Regions from separate parts of the Zea mays genome. Here region 2 is linked to region 1. Evidence: chromatin contacts called from public Hi-C data. All regions are on one chromosome and are shown on one strand. The core of a region is the stretch at or near the end of the contact, and the rest is flanking DNA. Distances in the headings are between cores, read along the strand shown.

Region 1 (3,664 bases), core at 832-3,331:
TGTTGATTTTTACGTAGTGTACCGCAATGTATAAATAACTTCGATGTGTAGCATAATTAGTATCAGTATATATCATAAACGAGTTCTAGCGAGCCTAGCTGCGGCTGTTGGAGAGATCCTATATTTATGGACGAAATAAAGCATTGAAAATCAGAATTTTTTTGTTTCCATGCATGCCAATCCATTTTCTTTCAACTCACAGTCTTGCCATCCTAAATTTGTGCGCATGCGATGAAAAACAGATTTTTACGCAGTCTACCACAATGCATAAATACCTTCACTGTGTATTATAATTAGTATCGGTATATATCATAAACTGGTTCTAACGAGTCTAGATGCATGGTTGATGGAGAGATCCCAAATAACGGAAGGTGTCCTTCTTTAGTACTATCTGGCCTCCCAAACTTACATCTACCAAAGTCACATGTCATATACTCGGTTTTGGTCATGCTAATTATAAATCCTTTTGACTATAGGGTCTGACGCCATAACTCTAGCTTTCTATTTACTCCTTCTCGGCTTTCATCTAATAGAACTACATCATCAACGATGTGCAAGTACTGATCTATCACTAATAAAGCATACACCAGGGATATCTCCTTATATATCCCTCGTGACCTCATCTATCACTAAGGCAAATAGATAAGGGCTCAAAGTTGAACCTTTATATAGTCATATGTTAATCGGGAAAACATTTGTATCACCATCAGTTGTTCGGACACTAGTCACAGCTTTGTCATACATGTCCTTGATGAGCATAATATACTTTGTTGGGACTTTATGCTTATCCAATGCCCACCACATGAGATTCCTAGGTATTTTATCATATGCCATTTCCAAGTCAATAAAAACCATGTGCAAGTACTTCTTCCGCTCCTTATATCGCTCAATGTTCTGCCTTATTAAGAAAATTGCTTGCATGGTTGACCTTACATGCATGAATCCAAATTCATTCATGGTGATATGCGTCATTCCTCTCAGACGATGCCTAATAACTATCTCCCATAGCTTCATAGTGTGGCTCATGAGCTTAATCTCTCGATAGTTGGTACAACTTTGAATATCTCCCTTGTTCTTGAAGATTGGTACTAATGTACTCCTCATCCACTCATCGGACATCCTGTTTGATCGAAAAATATGGTTGAACAACTTGGTTAGCCAAACGATAGCAATATTCCAAGGCATTTTCACATCTCTATTAGGATACCATCCAGGCCCATCACCTTGCCCCATTTCATCCTCTTTAAAGCTTCTTTGACCTCTGATTCTTGGATCCTGCGTACAAAGCATCTATTTAAATCATTAAATGAGTCATCCAATTGGATGTCCATAGTCTCATTCCCACCATTAAAAAGATTGTCAAAATACATCTGCCACCTCTATTTGATGTCTTGTCCTTTCACCAAGAGTTGATCCATCTCATCCTTAATTCATTTAACTTGGTTGAGGTCCCTCGTCTTCCTTTCTCGAATCGTAGCTATCTTATAGACATCTTTCTCCCCCTTTCTTTGCACTTAGTCTTTGGTAAAGATCATCATAGTAGTTTCGACCCTTTATGCCTGATTCATAGCTCGCTTTGCAGTCTTCTTTGCCACCTTATATTACCCCTCTATGTTGACCTCGCTCCTGTCATGGAACAATCTCCTGTAACATTATTTCTTATGCTTTTATTGTCTTTTGAACATCCTCGGTCCACCATCAAGTATCCTTAGATTAATCGCCCCTCCCTTTGGTCACTCCAAACACCTCTGGCGCCACCTTTCTAATACAAGTTGCCACCTTCCTAACAAAGATGGAGTACAATATTGATTTGTTCTTAATATTTTTCAGCGGAAAGCATAATTTATTAATGAAGCCTTACTAATTAATTATAGATTGTTTTTTTTCTCGAATATGAAACTCCATACATATCATGATTGGAAGCACCCGCGCTTCCACTGCAATCCTAGCTCCTGTTGGTGAGTTCCCCAGGCCCACGTAGATTTTTTATTATTATTTTTGGTGCGCATTCCGTCGCTTGCTGTAGCTGCACCTACTAGTGTGAGTGTGTATATATATCCTATCCAAACTTCCAAAGGAGCTGAGCTGAGCTGAGGTAGCCCGAGCTCGGCCGGTCGCCGCCGTACCGTACCAGTTGCAGCTCGCTAGGATCCAGCGCATGTTTCCATTGTCCCACTTCCATATATATATAAATAACACTACTGTGGCTAGTCGTCGTCTTCCCCGGACGACCCCCGGCCGGCCGGAGAGCGCGCCGCCGTGCTTTCTTCCTGCGGTGGTGGCGCGCGTATACATCGTCGACTCTTGACGAGCTGAGGGCGTACACACAGCTAGCATACATACACACAAAGCCCAGCAGCAGGTAGTCTAGCCAATCAAACAAGCGTCGTTTCGTACCGGGAGGCCGGCCGGCCGCGCGCGGAGAAGATGCTGTCCTGCATCGCGTGCGTCAATAAGGAAGAAGACGGCGGCCGGGACCGCGAGGAGCATGGCGGCGACACCCCGAGCTGCAGAGACCCCGTGAAGTCACTCACCTCCCAGGTGCGTAGTACGTACTACGTCCAGCTCCAGAGCTCCTCCTCCTTGGCACCCACCATAGCTGATAGCTCGCTCTCATCTCTCCGGTTGTGGGTTACGGACTTACGGTTACGACGTGCGCTGCGCTGATGCGTCCTAGCTAGCTACTATACGATCCGTACCGTACGTCGCTGCAGGTAGACAGTACCGAGTAGGACATTCATTCCATGCATGGCAGCAACAGTGCCCCCGAAACAGGCGACATGGATCCATCGTCCGGCGGCGTTGGCCCCTAGGCAAGCTCCCCCCGGACAGCACAGCCACAGCCACCACCAGCCATGGACGAGACGAGATCCATCTATCCACCATTCCACCCACCATACTATACAGTACAGCGTGATCGGTCATGATCGGTGGGCGCGGCGACCGAGGAGAGGACAGCCATGGCCATGGGGGATGGGAATGAGGATGATGATGGGATGAGCGCCGCGCGCGCGTGTCGGCACACAGAATCATGCCCAGTTGGCCCACCTTACACTCGCATGGATTGGATACTGGTGGTATGCATTGACGATACTGTTGCTTTGTTCTTTAATCGGAGGAGGGGGAGAAGAAGCAGACGCAGACAGCGTAGTAGTACGGAGTAGCAGTCTAGCACCTTTCGCTTTGTGTCATTATTCCCTTCCCCTTCCCTTGGGGGAAGAGAACGAAGGACGCACTTCAATTAATTAATATAAAGAAGCTTTTGTTTTTCAGCTCAAACCCTCATTGCATTGCCTTGTACTAATACAAGTATCTTTGCTGTTTGTTTGTTTTTTCTTCTAGCATTTGCATTTCCCCTTTTCTTTTCCTTTTTCTTTTTGTTTTTTTTGGGGTCAGTAAAGCATGCATGTTATATGTCCACAGGTGAGATTTGATACTATAGTTCTGTTCTGTACATGGGATTCTTTCTTGCGCTGCTTTCCTTCTCGAAAGCAGAGTAGACCGATTTCTCTTTTATTTTTTCCTTTCTCTTTCTCTTTCTCTTTTTTGAGACCGATTTGCATGCACCCGGAAGCAAGGCAAGAATCCTGCCAGCGGCATTGGGATCACCATCCACCAGTTTTTTTATTTTAATTTTTAAACCCTGGGGTGAAAAAAGATGAGT
Region 2 (3,664 bases), core at 419-2,918, 130 kb after region 1:
CAGTAATTTGAAAGAAAGGGATCTTCAGTTCTCTACAATAACATGTCATATGTTTTTTGGGGGTTAAAATACCTGCTTTGTCTACCCATTTCTCCCATCAATGCTGGTCATTATGATATGACCAGGCTCCGCCCTGTTGCCATTGACTACAATATCTTTGACGTCCTGCATTGTTTTTCAAACAAAAACAAAATACAAATACAAACTGAGCACCCACCAGAAAGCAATAATTGATGGAACATTTGGGGGACATGAGATTACTTTATCATCCCTTATGCTCATAATGTTCAACTCGTTGGGAAGAGGATCAGTGTCACTGCTAGAACTTGTGCCATTCTGAAATCCCAAAGAAGAGTGTGCCACACCCATATTCACTATATTTGTTGAACCCAGAGGCAAACCAAGAAAAAATGTAAAAGTTGCACTTTTTCTAACAAAAGCAACAAATATTGGAGCTTAAATTGTCGAATTATTGGCGAACTGACAAAGTAAATTACACACCCCGTGTACCAGTTACATGTTCTTATCAGTTTAGTTGCTCTGTTTGAAATGATAAACAGCAATTAAACTAATATGTCCTACAGAATCAGGAGAGCATTAAGGAGCCATTGCCCCCTGCGCTGCGCGCTTCCGGCGGCCGCAGCGGGATTCGCCTCGCCGATTATGGAGGTCTTATGTGTTCAGAATTCAATTTTCAGCTGGACAGGACTGCGGCTGCGTGCAGACCACGGCGCACAACTTGCTTGCCGCGGTTGCAAAAGGTGAACGGCTCGAGATGGGATTGCGCTGCCCAGACAAGAAAACGTGTGGATGAAGCAAAAAAAAGCTGAAGAACCAGAGGAGCAGGTCCATACTTCATCTATAACAGCAAGAAATACAAGATATTACCTGCACCCATTCAAACATGCAGCAACAGACGCAGAATTCTTGCGTCTCGGTCGCTAGCGCGCAATCTGCCGCCGCCGCTAATATATTGCAAACGAGGCAGCAGTTTGTGGCCGTGGGACCGAAGCCAACGAGGCAGCGGTTCGTGGCCGCCGCGCTCGCGAAGCCGTCTGTGTCGGTGCCGACCACCTGCGAGCACATGTACGACGTCGAGCTCGTTGGCGAGTGTGCGGCCGGCAAGGTTGGCATGGAAGGCGGCAGGCCAGTCCAGGTGGGTGATGTAGCGGAGGAGGACATCGACGATGACGACGTCTACCGCAGAGCGGTGCGCGTAGTTGAACCCCATGGCGTCTAGAGCCGCGATAGGTGCGTGCAGTCGAACCCCATGGCCTCCGGCATTTTGAGGATGGCGGCAGTCGCAGATCCCGGTTGGGGGGAGCAGGGGCGGCGGGAGGGGGAGCGCGTGGGGGCGAGCGGGTGCGGCGTGCGGCGTCTGCGCGGCGCCTGTCGCGGCGGAGAGGCAGGTCGTGCGGCCGGTTCGGGCGGGGGATTCGTCGTGGGCAGGAGGGGAATCGCGGCGGGGGCAGTCGTGCACGGGATTCGCGACGTGCGTGGTAGGCTGCTGAGGCGGGGGCAGTCTACACTGTACCCTTAATAGTTAGTAGAGATTAGTTCGAAATAGAAGGTAGGGACTGAGACTGTGACTGGTACAACCGTACAGGCTGCTGGGCCGTGTGAAAAGCCGGGAGTAGAGAAGCCCTCGTTCGACTAACGTCTACTTCTGTGATTTCCCCCGGCGGCGTTGGGCGCTGGTTTAGGAGACGAAAAGGCGGCGCGCGGCGGAAAACCCTAGCTTAGCTCCTCTCCGGCGTCAAGTGCTCTCCGGTTTGAGGGCGCGATGAGGGTGAAGGTGATTTCGCGTTCCACCGACGACTACACGCGCGAGCGCAGCCAGGACCTGCAGGTAGGCGACCCCTGTCGCGACTGCGATTCTGCTGACACCACTGTCGTGGTCACCCGGCTTCTCGTTGTTGTAGAGTACAATTCTATGCTATCCTTTTAGTTTGTTGGATCCCACTTCCAACGCCGGTTGGAGCCTTTGCCCAACCGCATGACAATCATTTAGCCATCGATGAAATTTTACCTCAATCCACCTCTGACATTCCGAAACGCACTCGTTGGTCTCAACAGAAAGTATTCCGCAACTATGATCCAGCGCTTCGTAGTCAAGAGAAAGCTGTTGAGTATACTCGGGCACTCAATGCTGCCAAGTTAGAGAAGGTATGCCGCTTCTCCCTTCCCCGTATTCATGTTTTGTTTCTTTACTTTCTGTTTGAGGCGATGCCTTTTATGCTCTACTTGTCCAGATATTTGCTAAGCCATTTATCGGAGCTATGGATGGGCATATTGACGCGGTATCGTGCATGGCCAAAAACCCCAATCATTTGAAAGCAATATTTTCTGGTTCAATGGATGGAGGTGAGTGCCTATTTCTCGACTAGCTTTTGTCTTATTGACTATGTTTTCACAATATTATCTGCTGCTTGGTAAATTGCATCAGTCGCCTATATGATCACAAGTACACACAACAGATTTATGGTTTTGTAACTTTAAGGGGCGGCCTTGTTGGTGATACTAATGTAAGGATGTATTCCTGAGTTCGTTTGCATCTTTGTAATTGGCTAGCTGCTTCAAGTGAGCTACTGTTATGCTTCTCCTTTACAGACAATCTTCCAGTCCTCATCTTCTAATTATGTACTGGTTCGGTGACATTTTTGCATTAATGGAAATGATAGTTGGTTGTTATTATAAAACAAAAGGCCATATTTCCCTGAATTTATCTGTGAGGGCTCTTAAACATGCATTTCACTTCCTTATTATCAGGATCTGCTATTGTATGAAAATTTGCAACCTGATAGATTTAATTTAACCACTCCTTAAGCGCTGAAACATGGTCCATCGTCTTCATTTTTTTATGTTTTTTATCCATGTTTTACCTTCATCCTTCAATCAACTTGAAACTTGAATAATAATTGTAAAATTCACCTTTCTGTTTTTTTGGCAGATGTTCGCCTTTGGGATATTGCTGCGAGGTACTGCTACAGTATTGGGGACTACCTCATTCCTTAATCATCTGATATCTGTTTCATCCTTTTGTTCTTGGAGTTATATCATATTTCATGCTTATATTTGTGTGATTTTTACAACAATGACAACAGGAAGACAGTTTGTCAGTTCCCCGGGCACCAGGGTGCTGTAAGAGGTTTAACAACATCCACAGATGGTGATCTTCTTGTATCATGTGGCGTTGACTGCACGTAAGTCAATTGTTGATTCACTTTCTGTCTTCTAGACAGAGGCATTCTAGTGTCCACTGGATTTCCATATGTGTCAAGTTGCTTTACTTCTCTAAACGGTAGGTAGCAGTCACACATCTTATGCACTTACATACAGCCAAGAAGAACTTACTATAGTTACGGTTGGTAAATAAAGCGTAAAGATGCCAATATTTTAGAGCATCAACCAATGGCCTAATTTTGGAGTGTTTTATATGCGTAAGACGGTAAGAGGCTAGAACCATGTTTACTAAGTACATTGGGCTGCCTTCCAGGGTTTATACAGATTATGCATGTTCCGTCTAAAACCTGATTTTGGAACTGCGTGTTTCATGGCGTAAAGTAAAACAGCTATATTATTTGTGTTATCTGTTTTATTACCATACACTTACACTACCATTGGTTGCAGTGTTCGACTCTGGAAAGTTCCGATGCTTAAAATG

The links. Hi-C and Micro-C count contacts between places; a contact is called where the count stands out from the background.
Region 2: a contact with region 1 is called in a Hi-C map of tassel, with 2.4 times the contacts expected there. The contact joins the promoter of LOC100273845 here to the promoter of LOC103644331 in region 1. A contact is called at or near these places in 2 of 25 Hi-C or Micro-C datasets (leaf and tassel).

Annotation. Positions count from the first base shown.
Region 1 is chr1:305,976,482-305,980,145 of Zm-B73-REFERENCE-NAM-5.0, forward strand. It overlaps LOC103644331 (protein Brevis radix-like 4), which reads left to right and starts at 2,082. Exons shown (of 5, transcript XM_008667542.4): 1 at 2,082-2,541. The coding sequence starts at 2,428.
Region 2 is chr1:306,108,418-306,112,081 of Zm-B73-REFERENCE-NAM-5.0, forward strand. LOC100273845 (protein SOF1) reads left to right here and starts at 1,669. Exons shown (of 17, transcript NM_001148244.1): 1 at 1,669-1,849; 2 at 2,077-2,166; 3 at 2,253-2,364; 4 at 2,951-2,978; 5 at 3,105-3,203; 6 at 3,631-3,664. The coding sequence starts at 1,784.